Regions from separate parts of the Sus scrofa genome. Here regions 2 and 3 are each linked to region 1. A link is a contact called in public Hi-C data. All regions are on one chromosome and are shown on one strand. Each heading gives the region's core, a stretch centred on a gene start, on an enhancer-like site or on the middle of the called end of the contact. The rest is flanking DNA. Distances are from core to core; before and after follow the strand shown. Region 1 holds the start of FIGLA (factor in the germline alpha). Region 2 holds the start of FAM136A (protein FAM136A). Region 3 holds the start of PAIP2B (polyadenylate-binding protein-interacting protein 2B).

The links. A called contact is a pair of places that touch in the nucleus more often than the background predicts.
Region 2: a contact with region 1 is called in a Hi-C map of epiblast stem cells, with 3 times the contacts expected there. The contact joins the promoter of FAM136A here to the promoter of FIGLA in region 1. A contact is called at or near these places in 3 of 47 Hi-C or Micro-C datasets (embryonic fibroblasts and epiblast stem cells).
Region 3: a contact with region 1 is called in a Hi-C map of epiblast stem cells, with 2.5 times the contacts expected there. The contact joins the promoter of PAIP2B here to the promoter of FIGLA in region 1. A contact is called at or near these places in 2 of 47 Hi-C or Micro-C datasets (embryonic fibroblasts and epiblast stem cells).

What each region holds. Positions count from the first base shown.
Region 1 is chr3:71,706,679-71,711,781 of Sscrofa11.1, reverse strand. It overlaps FIGLA (factor in the germline alpha), which reads right to left and starts at 2,200. Exons shown (of 5, transcript XM_005662486.3): 1 at 1,880-2,200. The coding sequence starts at 2,080.
Region 2 is chr3:72,188,593-72,193,695 of Sscrofa11.1, reverse strand. FAM136A (protein FAM136A) reads right to left here and starts at 2,778. Exons shown (of 3, transcript XM_003125051.6): 1 at 2,539-2,778; 2 at 1,500-1,640. The coding sequence starts at 2,664.
Region 3 is chr3:71,450,585-71,455,687 of Sscrofa11.1, reverse strand. It overlaps PAIP2B (polyadenylate-binding protein-interacting protein 2B), which reads right to left and starts at 2,935. Exons shown (of 4, transcript XM_013996061.2): 1 at 2,735-2,935.

The DNA of each region.
Region 1 (5,103 bases), core at 951-3,450:
TATTAAAAAAAATTTTTAAAGAAAAAAGACTAGGAGGATACATGCAAGAATTCAAGAGTCTTCCCCCCCACCCCCCCCACCCTGGCACAGTGTGTTAAGAATCCGACTTCAGCAGCAAGTGTAGCAGGGGAGGTACAGGGATTGATCCCCATCTCCGCACAGTGGATTAGAGGATCAAACGTTACTGCTGCTGCGGAGAACTTCCATATGCCACGGGTCTGGCCATTAAAACAAAAAAGAGGAGTTCCCGTCATGGCGCAGTGGTTAACGAATCCGACTAGGAACCATGAGGTTGAGGGTTCGGTCCCTGCCCTTGCTCAGTGGGTTAACGATCCGGCGTTGCTGTGAGCTGTGGTGTAGGTTGCAGACGAGGCTCGGATCCTGCGTTGCTGTGGCTCTGGCGTAGGCTGGCAGCCACAGCTCCAATTAGACCCCTAGCCTGGGAACCTCCATATGCCACAGGAGCGGCCCAAAGAAATAGCAAAAAGACAAAAAAAAAAAATGAAAAGCATGATAGTTCATGAAAAGAATGATAATTTGTGGCAGTTATGTTTGCAATATAGGTGTTTCCCTTTTTAACCCTTTCTCAATTTCCCAGGTATGTTAATTTCATTATTATAAAGAAGAATAGGTCATTAGTTTTTAAATAGTAGATAACACCAGGACAAGTTTTCTGCAAAAAGCAATTCCTTCCTGGTGGGACAGCCCAACTTAAAATGCAAAATATTGGGTCAGAATCCTGGTTAAGGACCCATCACATCAGATCACAGTGTTTATCATAAAGTGCTCCCAGCAGGAGTTCCCATCGTGACTCAGAGGAAATGCATCTAACTAGTATCTATGAGGATGCGGTTTCAAGCCCCAGCCTCACTCAGTGGGTTGGGGAGCTGTGGTGTAGGTCACAGACCCGGCTTGGATCTGGAGCTCTGGTTAGACCCCTAGCCCGGGAACTTCCACATGCCTCGTGGGGTGGCCCTAAAAAGCAAAAAAAAAAAAAAAAAAAAAAAATTGCTCCCAGCTTCACCTTAGGTCTACTATTCTTGCTTGTTCCTTTTTCCTCACACCTGTTCCCAAGCAAAGCTCTGAGTTAAGCGACCGGGGCTACTTTTCTAAGGGACCCAAGAATGTGCAGGAACAGCCCCCAGCAGAAATTCCTCCTCAAGTCCCAGGCCAGAATGTGCGCCCTCCCTCTTGACCAGGACTCACCCTTCGTCTCTAGGATCGCCCAGGGCAGCAGCCCTACCCCCAAACTGCAAAGGGCGGAGAGGTTTGGGGTCTTAGTTAGCAATACTAAACGCTACCAGTAGATGGCGCTCCGACTCCGCCCACGGAGCATCCCTGTTGGTGATTTACCGTGTACCCGCCAGACTGGAAAGCAGTCACTTTCTACCTCCTGCCAAGGGGTTGAGTGGGAGTCTGAGTGCGCCCCGAGGAGTTGTAATTCTTTCCTTAAAGTTAAGGAAAAGAGTAACTTCCATTAGGTCCTCTCTCCCTCGTCCCAGTGGTGCTTCCCAGGGAGAGGGCAAGGCCCCAAGCACCCGTGCAACGCAGGAGGCGGTGAGGTGTCAGCCACTGCCAGGCTCTGAGGTTTAAAGCACCTGCCAAGGGGAGACGTTTCTGAAGTTGTCAGGGGCCCCCTCGGTCCTCACGAAACCCGCTTCCTGCACCCGTGCAAGGGGGTCACAGGTGAGGCGACGTCCCAGCGCGGGGGCAGGGGAACACGAGCGGCCCTGGAGAGGTTGAGGTCGCCCCAGGCCCTGAGAGCGGGGAGTGGGCGCCCGGAATCCCAAAGGTGTCAGGAAGGGGTGGTGAGCCTGGGGGGACCCAGGAAGAAGGCAGCCGAGTCCCGGGGCGGGGACCCCACAGGGCCGGCGCTCACCCGTTCGCGCTCCTTAGCGTTGGCCACGCGCCGTCGCTCCAGCACCAGCTGCAGGTCCTCAATGGACGAGTAGCCGCCCGACGGCAGCCGCTTGAGGCGGCAGATGGCGGCCAAGTGGGGCAGCGGCCCGAACTGCTCCCGGAGCGCTTCCTCCAGCACCTCAGCCGGCGGGGTGCCCAGGAGCGCGGGCGAGGCGTCCATGGCGGCGCTCCGGGGGGCGGCGAGCTGCCGGGCCTGACCTCCCGGGCACCTGGGGCTACACGCGGCCGGGGGCGGGGGCCCGGGCCACCTGCCCCCAACCCCCTGCGCGCCTGCGCACCTGCCCGGCCCGAGCTCGGGAAGCCGCTCTGCGACCCTCTGTTTAACAAGCTCCCCAGGTGATTTCCGTGAAGCCTGGATTACACCGATGGCTCGCAAATCGGGCAGCACACTGGGGTCACCTGGGGAGTTTTTAAAAATCCACATGCCCGGGTACCGGATCCCCAAATTCTGATTCAACCAATCTGAGTCCAGGCCTGAGGTTCTGCAGAAGGTATGCAATTCACGTATAAACATATGAAGCCTACTAGAAAAAAAATTGATGGATACACACAAAATTTGGGGGCGGGGGTTAGGGCCGCACCCTCGGGGCATGTGGAGGTTCCCAGGCTAGGGGCCCGAGTGGAGCTGTAATTGCCGGCCTACGCCACAGCCACAGCCACAGCCACAGCCACGCCAGATCCTTAACCCACTGAGCGAGGCCAGGGATGGAACCCGCATCCTTACGGATACTCGCTGGATTCATTTCCGCTGGGCCACAACGGGAACTCCCAAAACGTTTTAAAAATTCATCTTGAAGTAAATGAGTTGTAAGAGCAGTAGCAAAGAGGTCCTGTATTCTCTTCACCTAGATTCTCGACTAGTTAACTTTTCTCACATGTGCTTCATCACTCCATTTCTCTCTATAGAATAGTCCCATTTTCCATATTCCTTTTCTAAAGCATTTCCTTGGTCTTGCCCTGTCTTCATGACATTTGACAGTTTCAGAGAGTAGAAGCTTTGCAGGCTATAGGATGTCCTTCCACCTGGGTCTGTCCAGAGTTTCCTCATGTCCAGACCCAGGTCCTGCCCTCTTAGCAGGGACACCAGAGAAGAGATGATGGGGTTTTCTCAGGGCCTCACATCACCTGTCCCACTAATGGTGAGGTTAACCTTGATCAAGATGGTGTCTGCCAGTTTCCCTCACCATAAATTGACCTTTTTTCCCTTTTAGTTGATAGATATTTTGTCAGTGTCCTTAGCATCCATGACTGACTCCTGCCTGAATTAACCACCACTCTGATATTGACCAAATGGTTGGCATCCTCCTTTAGGGAAGAGCTCTCCCTTCTGTCAGTTATTGATTCAATTTGTGTTTATGTGTGAGCTCATGCATTTCTATTTTTTATTCAAAAAGATGTAATTCATTCATATTATTATTTATTTTAATGCTCAAGTTGTCCCAGATTTTGCCTGCAGGTGCCCCTTCAGGCTGATTCCTCTGTCCTTTTGACATGACCCCATCATGCTTGGAGTACTTTCTGGCTTGTGTGAAAAAGATACAGCATATGCCAGGATCATCTCGAATTTTCCTAGCCCCTGCCCTGGCATCAGTCAATTCTCCTTTTAGTGGAAGATGGGATTTAGAAACCAAATTTGGATGCTTGAGCGTTCACTCCTTTAGGGGATGTCATTGCTTCTAGGCTTTTTTTTTTTTCTTTTATGTTCCCAGGCTAGGTGTCCAATCAGAGCTGCAGCTGAGGCCTTCGCCACAGCAACACCAAATGGAGCCACATCTTCAACCTACACCACAGCTTGCAGCAATGCCAGATCCTTAATCCACTGAGCAAGGCTAAGGATCAAACCTGTATCCTCACAGAGACAGCATTGGGTCCTTAGCCTGATGAGCACAATGGGAACTCCACTTCTAGACTCTTTTGCAGACAAGAAATACTCATACACAAGCATACAGCATATACAGACATACAGCTAAATCTATCTGTCTATCTATATAGATGGATGGACATATTTTAAAAGCATGAGTTCACACTAATACCTCTAATTCCAAACCCAAAACTTATATTTCTCTCTAGTTTCTCCCTCTCCTTATTTGTAATTCCCTTCCCCAATAGCGAGAAACTTGATTCCAGTTACCCTCAGTATATTTACCTATTTTCTCAGTTCCCACATATAACTCAATTCTTAGCCCCATCAGACATCTACTCAGCCCCATCTCCTCCTCAGCTCCCGCCATGGCCACTGCCTTCAAGGGAAGGGCCAGGGGAAGAGAACCGATCACACCAAATGCTTAATGGAGGTTCCCTTGAGCAGGCCTGGGAAGGGGGAGATTTGATCTGTGCCTCCCATCTTCTGTATTTCTGGAATTGTCATAATAAGAATGTCACTTGTAATTTTTAAAATATATTTTTAGGAGTCCCCACTGTGGCTCAGCGATAAGGAATGCCACCAGTATCCATAAGGGTGCAGGTTTGATCCCCGGCCTCACTCTGTGGGTTAAAGATCTGGTGTTGCTGTGAGCTGTGGTGTAGGTGGCAGACTCAGCTCAGATGGTGCATTGCTGTGGCTGTGGCATAGGCCTGTAGCTGCAGCTCAATTAGACCCCTAGCCTGGGAACTTCCATATGCCATAGGTGCGGCCCTAAAAAGCTAAATGAATAAATAAATAAATATATTTTTAAGAAGGAAAACAATTTTGTTTGCTCTAAACTCACATGGTGGGTCTGCTGGGAGGCAGAGAGAAGGCAGCAAGAGCCAAATATCTGGGGATGAAGCTTAAAATGGAGATGGCTTCCCCGTTTACTTAACTTAAGCATCAACAAGGATGTGACTGGCATTATTCTACTTTATTGCTCAACCCTGGGACAGGCAAGCTAGTGGGCTTCAGGAACCCAGTGTGAGAACCCCAGACTTTATTCTTTCAGACCTGCTCACCTCCATCAGCTCCAACTATAATGTTCTGGCTTCTTGGCTCTTTGATTCCTCAACTGAGCCCTCTGTTCTGAGGGAGAGCAATCACATAAACCAGTTGGAGCTAAGGTGTGGACCCCTTGCCATCACCCAATAATGCAAGGACCCAATGAACAAAAAGTTTCATTCTCTGGCCTCTAACAGTGTCAAAAGGGTAGGTCAACGGGGCACCTCTGCTCCTCGTGAGCACTCAAGGACTTAGATTCCTCCCAAATCATC
Region 2 (5,103 bases), core at 1,529-4,028, 480 kb before region 1:
CCAAGTGGATAAAGTTTCTGAAGGAGAGCAATCCACTGTGTCAATGATGCACGTAGGCTGAGTAAAATAAGGAGAAATGACCCCTGGACTCAGCCCCATGGAGGAACGTGGCAAGAGTGGTTCCGGCACAGAGGAAGAGTCAGTCTGATCGGAGAGGACTGTGTAGTGAATGCAAAGAGAAAGTTATATAGTAATTCAAGACTCACATTTTGAAAGACCCTCTCTGTAAAATGAGGTGTCAAACACAAAGAAACCCTCCAGCGTTCCATGATCTTGGAGAAGTTATGCTTTCATAGTGTCAGTTATTTTGAAGAATTTTATATGAGATGTAAAAATGTACCACATTAGAGATAATTTTTCCATGTTAACAGAATCCCAGGCTATCAAAAACTGGGTCAGAGGTAGGCCCTGCTTTCCCCAAGGTCCAGAAAACTGTATCTTGAAGGCAATAAAATGAACTTGTCGCTACCCTTTGCTCTGGAGAGGGATACGGGTGTCTCTGAGTAACCTCAAGAGAGGCTTATGAGACAGGCATCATCGAGTCAACAATAATAATGCTTCATATAAATTGAAGTTCTTTGGTGGTCCATCAGGTTAAGGATTTGGCACTGTGGAGTTCCCATCATGGCTCAGTGGTAACCAACCTGACTAGTATCCATGAGGACACGGGTTTGATCCTTGGCCTTGCCCAGTAGGTTAAAGGATCCATTGTTGCCGTGAGCTGTAGCTGTAAGTCGAAGATGTGGTTTGGATCCCACAACGTTGTCGTGGCTGTGGTATAGGCTGGGAACTGCAGCTCTGATTCAACCCCCAGCTCCAGGAACTTCTTCCATATGCTTCAGGTGTGGCCCTGAAAAAAAAAAAAAAAAAAAAAAGGATCTGGCATTGTTACTGCTGTGCCTTGGGTTGCTGCTGTGGTGTGGGTACGATTCCCTGGCCTGAGAACTTCCATATGCCCTGGGCACAACCAAAAGAAAAAAAAAAAAAGGCCTCATGTAAATGATCCTCATGTAAATGACTGCTCTTCACTGACACAGGAGCTGCCCTCTGCCCTCTGCAGAAAGGGGCATTTGGGTGGGTCAATCCACAAAACGATAGCAAGATCTTGCTCTAATCATACCTTTTTGACTGGCCTATTCCACTTTTCTGGGGATTCTGCTATTGTAAGAATGAATTACTATGCTTTAAAAAGCTTCATACTGTACAGTATACATGCCATAGTTAGTGTCTATGGGGGAAAAAAGCATAAGCCTGTTGGTCATGAACTCTCTTTTACATTACTTTTATGGAAAATTCTTGTGGTGCTCTACCTCCAGGACTTTTTCCAAAATTTTTTTTCCCAAAATTTAAAACCCTGTGAAGTCTAATGGTCATAGGACTGTCACAAATGTTAACACGGAGCCAAGGCACTAAAGCCAAGAGTTTTGAACAAATGCTTGTCATCTCCTGCAAAAGAGCAACCTCAAGGGCTAGAGTACTCTGATTGGGATATTGCTCACCTGGAACTTCTCCAACTCACTGGTGACCAGGGCCTGGGCTTGAGCCAGAGGTGCATGGCAGCGCTCGATGCACTGATGCACCTGCTGCATGGATGCCTGGCTGTCCTCACAGCAGCCAGCACTGCACCGGAACATGAGGCCCTGTGGAAGGAGGGCAGAGAGAGATTAGGTAGGGAAGCCTCCAGGGCAGAGATGACCAAGGAGTGCAATAGAGGCCAGGAGTGTCTATACCTGTACCTCTCCTTATAACAGATTTCAGGGCCTTAAAACCATGAATGGAAATATTATCCTTGGTGCCCAGTGGAGTACCTCACCGCCTCCTTGCTGCTAACTCATTGGCACTTGTGGTATTGAAGGCTGAGTGGACAGGGAAGGTGGCGAAGGTCAGATAAAGCCAAGTTCTGAAAACGAGGAGCCTATATCACAGGATTCAGAGGTCAGCAACCTAGTAACCTACTCCCACCAGGGGGCAACTGGTCTACTAATTGACTCCAGGGTCACCTTTACAAGGGAAACTCACAATTCGGTTAGGAAAGAAGGACCAACAGCCACAAAACATTTAGGGGATCAAAGCAGAACAGCATATAAGCTGTGGAGCCGGGTTCGATGCAACAGAACCGGGCATGACCTGGCCATTGAGAAGGCCTAGCGCTTTCGCCTTTCCGGTCTTTCGCCTTTGGCCATGCTCTTTTTCCGGCCTCGGGCTGCTCACCTGCAGAAGGGGCCGCGAAAAAGGGGGAGGTGCGGGAGGCCGAACGCCTCACACGAGAGACTTTTAACCCTGGTCCCGGAACACCCCTCCCCCCGCCTGGTCTAGGGGACAAACGGCCTTGCGCGTGGCAAGAGCGCACAGATTTCATCCGCTCAGTCGAAGCTTCAGAGGTTTTGTCTGAGGACGCCGCGACGACCCCAGGGACATCGCGACCCGGGTGTGCGGGGAGGAGGGCACTGGTGCTGGATATGGCGCAGCGGCTGCGGGAAGGGGCCAGGAGTTCCGGACCGCTGGGGCTCCCCCCTCGATCGGCCTCCGCCCGGCTACCTGCATCTTCCGGATGTTCTCTCTCTCCAGATTCTTCACCATGGAGTCCACTGCCTCCTGCACCCGGAGCTGCTGCAGCTCCGCCATGGCGACCCCAGCTGCTCCCTGCCGCGCCGGCGCCCACATGGACTCAGGCGCACCGGCCCGCCCGCTCCGCGCAGCTTCGCGGGTCACAGCGGCGCGTCCTTCCAAGAGCCCACGCCGCCGCCTAGCGTCCAGAGAGGAGCAACTGCACGCCAGGAGGCCTGCTCCCGCCCCACTCCCTGGCCCCGCCCCCATGCGTCAGCGACGCTTCCCCCCCCCCCCCCCCCCGGTTGTTTGGGCTTCTTCATTTTGCCCGCCCACCTCTGTCCTCTGCGAGAGCTCAGGGAAGGTTATTTCCTCTTTCTCTGCCTTCTGTCCCTCTCCCTTTCCACTAAAATTCTTTAAAGATATTTAATGTAAGTAACATATAGTAAGTGCGAAGGTCTTAGGTGTAAACAGCTTGATGAGTTTTAGCAAATCTTGCCCTTTCCTAACCTCTGTCCATTCTCTCCCTATTCCCTCACTCCTGACCCCAGGCAGCCACTGATCTGCTTTCTATCACTAGGGATTACATTTTCCCTTTCTAGAATAATTTATATATATAAAATATTATATATATATATATCTCGTTAATATGTACTTTTTGGGGGCCTGGCCTCTTCACCTAAACATAATGCTTTTTATTTTTTTTATTTTTTGGTCTTTTCTGGGGCTGCACCTGCAGCATCTGGAGGTTCCCAGGCTAGGGGTCCAATCAGAGCTATAGCTGCCACCTACACCACAGCCACAGCCAAAGCCAGATCTGAGTCACATCTGCGACCTACACCACAGCTCATGGCAACGCCAGATCTTTAACCCACTGAGCAAGGCCAGGGATTGAACCCGCAGCATCATGGTTCCTAGTCGATTTGTTAACCGCTGAGCCATCATGGGAACTCCAAGAGTGCTTTTGAGATTGAACCATATCTTCAGTTCTTTTTTTGCTGCTGAATCCTGTTGAATGGACATACTACAATTTGTTTTTCCACTCCCCTGTTGGTGGACTTTTGGGTCTTTACCAGTTATTAGCTGTTTTTTTTTTTTTTTTTTTTTTTAAATTTTTAGGGTTGCACCTGCAGCATGTGGCAGTTCCCAGGATAGGGGTCAAATCAGAGCTACAGCTGCGGGCCTACACCACAACTCACAGCAATGCCAGATCCCTGATCCACTGAACGAGGGCAGGGATTGAACCTGCATCCTCATGGATACTAGTTGGATTAATTTCTGCTGAGCCAAAAGGAACTCCCAGCTGTTCTGAATAAAATGGTGACTAAGAACATCCTTGAGCAAGTCTTTTGTAGGCATAGATTTCCATTTCTCTTGGGTCAATATCTAGAAGTGAAATTGAAACAGGAGGAAAGGGGGATGAGGCATAACCTTTGAGAGAATGGCCTAGCCCTTGAGGATATTGCAGGAACCTATTGGAACCAACTAGGGCCAAGATGGTGGATGATTCGACTTCCAATGGACCTTAAGCCTCATTATTCGGTCATTGTAATACACTGGCTTGCTAAATGACATGCTCATAGGTGACATGATAGTTTCAAGGCCCACCATAAAAGGCCAAAAAGTGGGCAGTGGCCTAATTCCTGGAAATCCTCACCCCTCTTCCCCTAATAGTTGAAATAATCTTTCCACTCATTAGCCTATGAAGTTACCCAGCCCATAAAAATTCACTACATAGGACTTCCATTGTGGCACAGCAGGTTAAGGACCCAGTGTTGTCACTGCAACAACTCAAGTCTCTCCTGTGGTGCAAGTTCTATCCATGGTCTGGGAATTTCTACATGCTTCTAAAAAAAAAAAGAAATAAAAACTGGCTACTCCATATTTTAGGACCTCTTGAGTGTGTTTCTCCCAGGGCTGAGCTCTCACTCTCACCCTTACTTCCACACCCCAGGCATATGGAGATTCCTGTGCTAGGGATCGAATCCAAGCTGCAGCTGTGACCTACACCACAGCTGGGGGCAACACTGGGTCCTTAACCCACTGGGCCACAGAGGGAGCTCCTCTCACTTTTTTTTTCCCGTCTTTCTGCCTTTTCTAGGGCTGCACCCGTGGCATATGGAGGTTCCCAGGCTAGGGGTCTAATCAGAGCTGTAGCCGCCGGCCTACACCAGAGCCACAGCAATGCTGGATCTGAGCCGCGTCTGTGACCTACACTGCAGCTCATGGCAACGCCAGATCCTTAACCCACTGAGCAAAGCCAGGGATCAAACCCACAACCCCATGGTTCCTAGTCAGATTCGTTAACCACTGTGCCACGACGGGAACTCCTACTCTCACATTTTCTGAGATCGCCCACACTTTGTTTATCTCTCTCAATAAGTCTACTTCTTACCTATCACTTTGCCTCTCATTAAATTCCTTCTGCAGTGAGACACAAAAAATCTGAAATGTAGTGAGTCCTAAGACCAGGTGTGTGATTTTAATTAAAAGACAATGCGTTTGAGTCCCAATCTGTCTTGGCTGGGTTAAAGTCCCAGCCTATGGATTCAAGTC
Region 3 (5,103 bases), core at 1,686-4,185, 260 kb after region 1:
TGCTCATTTAAGCACTCATAGAGATAATTCAGGGCACAGCCAGGAGAGGGCAGTGCAGTGTAGTGCAAGAAGCTCTGGCTCAAGGGCCAGTAAGACAGGATTTGAATTCTAACTGGAACCTGTTACGGGGTTGGTTGGCCTCAGGCACGTCGCTTAACACTTCTGAATCTCATTTTCTTTTTTGTTAAATAAAGAAAATAGAATTTACCAGGATGAGTTGAATTTAAAATTTAAGATTAAAATGTATATGAGAAACATACCTATTTTCCCTAGGAGCAACTGTTCAGTATTTGCTAATTTAGTGTTCTGTGTGATTTTATGGACCATAATCACTGTGAATAATGAAAATCACTGTAATTATTCATAGCGAGATAACAGAAGAATATAGAAAACAATTATTTGGGTGGAGCGTAGGCAGTGGCAGACTTCAAGAAGATTTTGAAATTGGGACCTCACCAGGCACATAAGGTACGGAAAAGGCTTTCAAGAAGAGAGAAGAGCACCTATAGGGAGAGGACCAGGTTGTGAAACGAACAGTTAGTTAGGAAATGGCATTCTAGAAGGCCTAGAGCAGCAGGAGATGAAGCCAGAATACTGGGCCACAGAGCTTCTCCGGGCTCTGTACACAACTTATACTGCAGAACCTCTCCTGCATCTAATTCTTGGTTTACAGGTGTCTCTCCCATGATACTATGAGCTCTTTAAAAGTAAAGTATCTATGAAGAAATCAATAGCTACAGTGCTCTAAATTTGCAAACAAGAACTTTCTAAACAAAACCACAAACAAAAAGGCTGTACAAAAATAACTTTGTTTTCAACTGCAGCCTTATAATATCCCACAATAGTGACCAACTCATAGGTTTGAAATTTGTCTAGGACTCTTATTTGATGACTGCTAATAGTTCTGTCATAAATTCTTTTTATTGTTCTATACACCTGGGCATTTGTTAGAACAGTTTTAAGACCTTCCTCTTTTCAGTGTGATTTCCTGTATTAACAAGGATCAAACATATGGTCCATTAGACAATGCTGCCTCCTCAAAGATTCCTTTTAATTCACTCTATTAGACTTATTTCTCTATATACAAGATACAATCTTACCATAGTAAAATACAAGGAAGCATATTGATATATATGTCACAAATAGTGTAAGGAAAAAATAAGAATTTTTCACAAAAGCTTGCAAAATTCTGGCCAAAACACAGTGGAGATGATGTTAAACTCACTGCTTACATCGCCCCACTAAAAACTAGAAAAACCAATTTCAATTCACATAAAGTCATGGAACTAAGCACTGTTAGAATCTACAAGGTTTTGTACACGTGTGTGTTCTTTCTCCCTCACCCCATCCCCACGCACACAGGCTAAAGGACCCATCAGGCTTAACCCAATACTTCAATTTCCTCCATCCCTACCAACAAAATCCTCACTGTCAAACAAATACACTAATATTTTCAAAACTCTAAAGTCTCAATCAAAACTGAGTACAATAAGTTACCTTTTCCTCATAAAATTCTTGGCATATTTTATTTAGGCACAACATAATTGGTACTTCTATCTAGAAACATATGGATAGAACCAACACTATTGAAATCCAAACTGATAACTATGAAGGTGAACACAAATTGTGAAAGGGGAATAAACAATGCTGTTTTTAAACAGAGTCAATGCTATATTATCCACAGGCTGAGTGAGATCAAATCACATTGTGCAATACAGCTAATGTGTATCCTATATGTTATGACAAAGTAGGATGGTCAAGTCCTTACTTACCCTGCAAACTCTAGAAGCGCCGTTAAGCTGTTTCAAGTATAATCCAATTCTATCTACTTAAAAATAACATTTAAAATTTCTTGCTGCCAATAACCCTTCTCGTCTGCATGTTCAAAAATTATTACCAAAACAACTGTAATGGGACAAAGATTCCGGCAAGGATATAATGATCAGATGCCTTTTTAAGAAAGGCAAGAATGGTTTACCATTAACAAAACCGATTAAAAGTTCCCAACCTTGCAAAGTTCCCTGTACAGTGTATTCTTCCTCTCTCGCGTTCACCTTCCAGCTGCCTGTAAGGGGCGAGTGGAAAATGTTAGTTTCCATGAAAGGTGAGAATGAAATTTAGGGGGGTGGGAAGGAGTAAAGGACTTACTGGCTGAAAGGAAGAGAAGTGGCCAAGGTTCCTAACTCAAATTAGGTGTCAAGAAAGAGGACTAGAGTAGCAGAGGAAGCAGAAGGAGTTTAAGAAAAGCAAATAATGCGGGGGGGGGGGTCCGGGGGCGCCTTGAATGGGGGAGGGGCGAACGTGCGCGACTCCTCCCCCTTCCTATCTCTGGGAAGAGGACGCGAGGAGGCAGTACTAGCCAATTTGCTTAGCAGTGTAGCACCGGGGCAGTTAAGAGGACTCGCAAGACAGAGATTTTAGTCCGTTAGAAGGGGATTAAGAGGGTTCAGGGAAGTTGAGGGTGGAAGACTAGTGCGCCTGTTGGGGGAGAAAGGGACTAAAGACCGCCCAGCACCCCCGAGGAACAGGGGCTGATCCCAGCGACCGCCCCTTCTCGCCGATGACTGCGACATGGGACCTGTCTGCTAACCCTCCCCTCAGGAGCTCAGGAAGCCGCGCGCAGCCCCTCACAATCCCGACGGCGGCGGAAAAGGAGGCGCAGGGCACCCCCAGAGTCGACAGAACGGCGCTTCCCTCAGGTTTCCTCCCCGGCAGCCCGGGCGACCGAGCCCACCTGGGCAGACCAGAAGCCTCTCCTCCAGACCGTACTCCGATACTCCTCCGAGAACTTCAGCCGTTGCCGCAGAGGTCGCGGTCGCCAGAACAGTCCGGCCTCTAGTACCAAAGCGTGAGCCACAGGACCCGAGGAGCGCTGCTGCCACTCGCCAGGTTACCTCTTACACCACACTAGCTCCTCACCCCGCCCCCGAACCGAAGCCATTGGTTGCTGGGCACCGCCCCATTCGTCTATTGGACGTAGGAGGATGCCGCTCAGTCGCCTAGAACGGCACGTGTGCTTCTTATTGGTCTAAACGTGAAGCAATTCCCGCCCCCTCCCTCAGAAGTTCCAGCTTCCGATTGGTATTAATGTCTGTCTTTTCGCTCCCTTGGTTCTTTCCCTAGGGATGGAGCGTCGCCTTGCGAGAGACATGAGCTCTGATTGGCTGAAAAGACGCTACGCTAGTCCAGGATCGGCCCTGGGCCAGGGATCCCTCTGGCCCCCACGTGGGGGAGGAGCCCAAGGCGCAGCACCTCTGGGTTTGTTTACACAAGCTCTTGCTCCGGTTTCCTTCCATTGGCTGAGCCAGCAGCTCCTCCCACCGGTTGCGCCACTCAGTCTAGCGAAGAGGGGCCTGTGGGCGGACCTCAGTGGGATTTCCCCAGCTGTCAATTACCAAGGGAGGTGCCTTGAGCAAAACTGACTTAAAACTGAAGCAGCCTCTGTTGTGGAAATTTGGGGAGTAGGGCTCCTTGGAAAGGCTGGAGGGAAGCAGAAGGACTCCCACATTTCTAGAGACAAATCCTGCTTCTTGAGTGTTTTAAAAAATAAAACCTTACTTTCCCTTTGGACTTAAGTTGTCCAATCGTTGCTTCTAAGGACTTTGAATTTTATTCTTCTGGAAATGGGAATTTCTCCTTTTTCTTTTTTTGTAACTTGAGCCACAGCAGTGACAATGAGTTCTCCCTCCTCGAAGCGTATCTCTTTTATTTTTACTGTGGTAAGATACACATAACATAAATTTTTACTGTTTTAGATATTTTAACTACACGTTTCAGGGGCATTAAGTATATTCACATTATTGTGCAACCGTCCCCACTCTCTACCTCCAGAATGATTTCATCATCCCAAACTGAAATTCTGCACCCATTAAACAATAACGTCCCATCTCCTCTTCCCTCATCCCCTGGAAATCACCATTCTATGTTTTGAGTCTATGAGTTTGACTCTTGTAGATACTTTATATAAGTGGAGTTATGCAATATTTGTCCTTTTGTGTATGACATTTCACTAAATATAATATCTTCAAGGTTCACCCATGTTAGAGCACTATAGCATGTATCAGAATTTCATTGCTTTTTAAAGCTGAATATTTAATTGTGTACCACCTTTTATTTATCCATTAACCTGCCAATAGAGTTTGAGTATTGTGAGTAATGCTATTATGGTTGTATATGTTTATATCCTTTCATTCCTTCAGTTCTTTTAGGTATATACTCAGAAGAAGAATTGTTGGGTCATATGGTAATTCTATGTTTAATTTTTGGAGGAACCACTGTTTTCTACAGAGGCTACAACATTTTACATTCTCACTGTTAGTGAACAAGTTTCCCAATTTCTCCACATCCTGCCAACCCTTGCTATTTCCTGATTTTTTTTTTTTGAATAGTAGCTATTCTAATGAATGTGAAGTGGTATCTCATTATAGTTTGGGTTTACATTTTTCCAATTACTAGTGATGTTGAGCACATTTTCATGTGCTTTTTGGACATTTGTATATCTTCTCTGGAGAAATATCTATACAAATCCTTTGCACATTTTAAAATCAGGTTGGTTTTGTTGTTGTTTGCTTTTGAATTGCATGAGTTCTGTGTATATCTGAATAGTAATCCTTTATCAGATATATGATTTGCAAATACCTTCTTCCCTTCTGTGGGTTGCCTTTCTCTGTTGATAGTGTCCTTTGATGATCAAAGAGTAATTCTGATCGTGCAAAGATACTATGTGAACCTGAAGATCTGTTTTCCAAAGCTATATCATGTAAGCCCCTCTCGCACGGTGCACCTGAAGGATACCTTAGGAAAAGAAACCATGGAGGGTAAAGGGGAGGCTATCATGCAGACAGGCTTTTTTTTTTCTCTGAAAAAACTAAGCATTTCTTGCATGTTCGCTTTAGATTACTTAATCAGACAAAACTTCAAACCAGAGAGGATATTTATTTTGTTCTCTCTCTTCACAATCCAGAGACATTCCTGGGAGAAAACTAGATCAGCTAAAGTAATTACTGTACACACCAGCTGGATCTTGTACCAGCTGAAGCCACCCAAGAGGCCATCCTGGATATCTTTTGGGGTCCCAAGAATACATGGCTCAGGGAGTTCCCA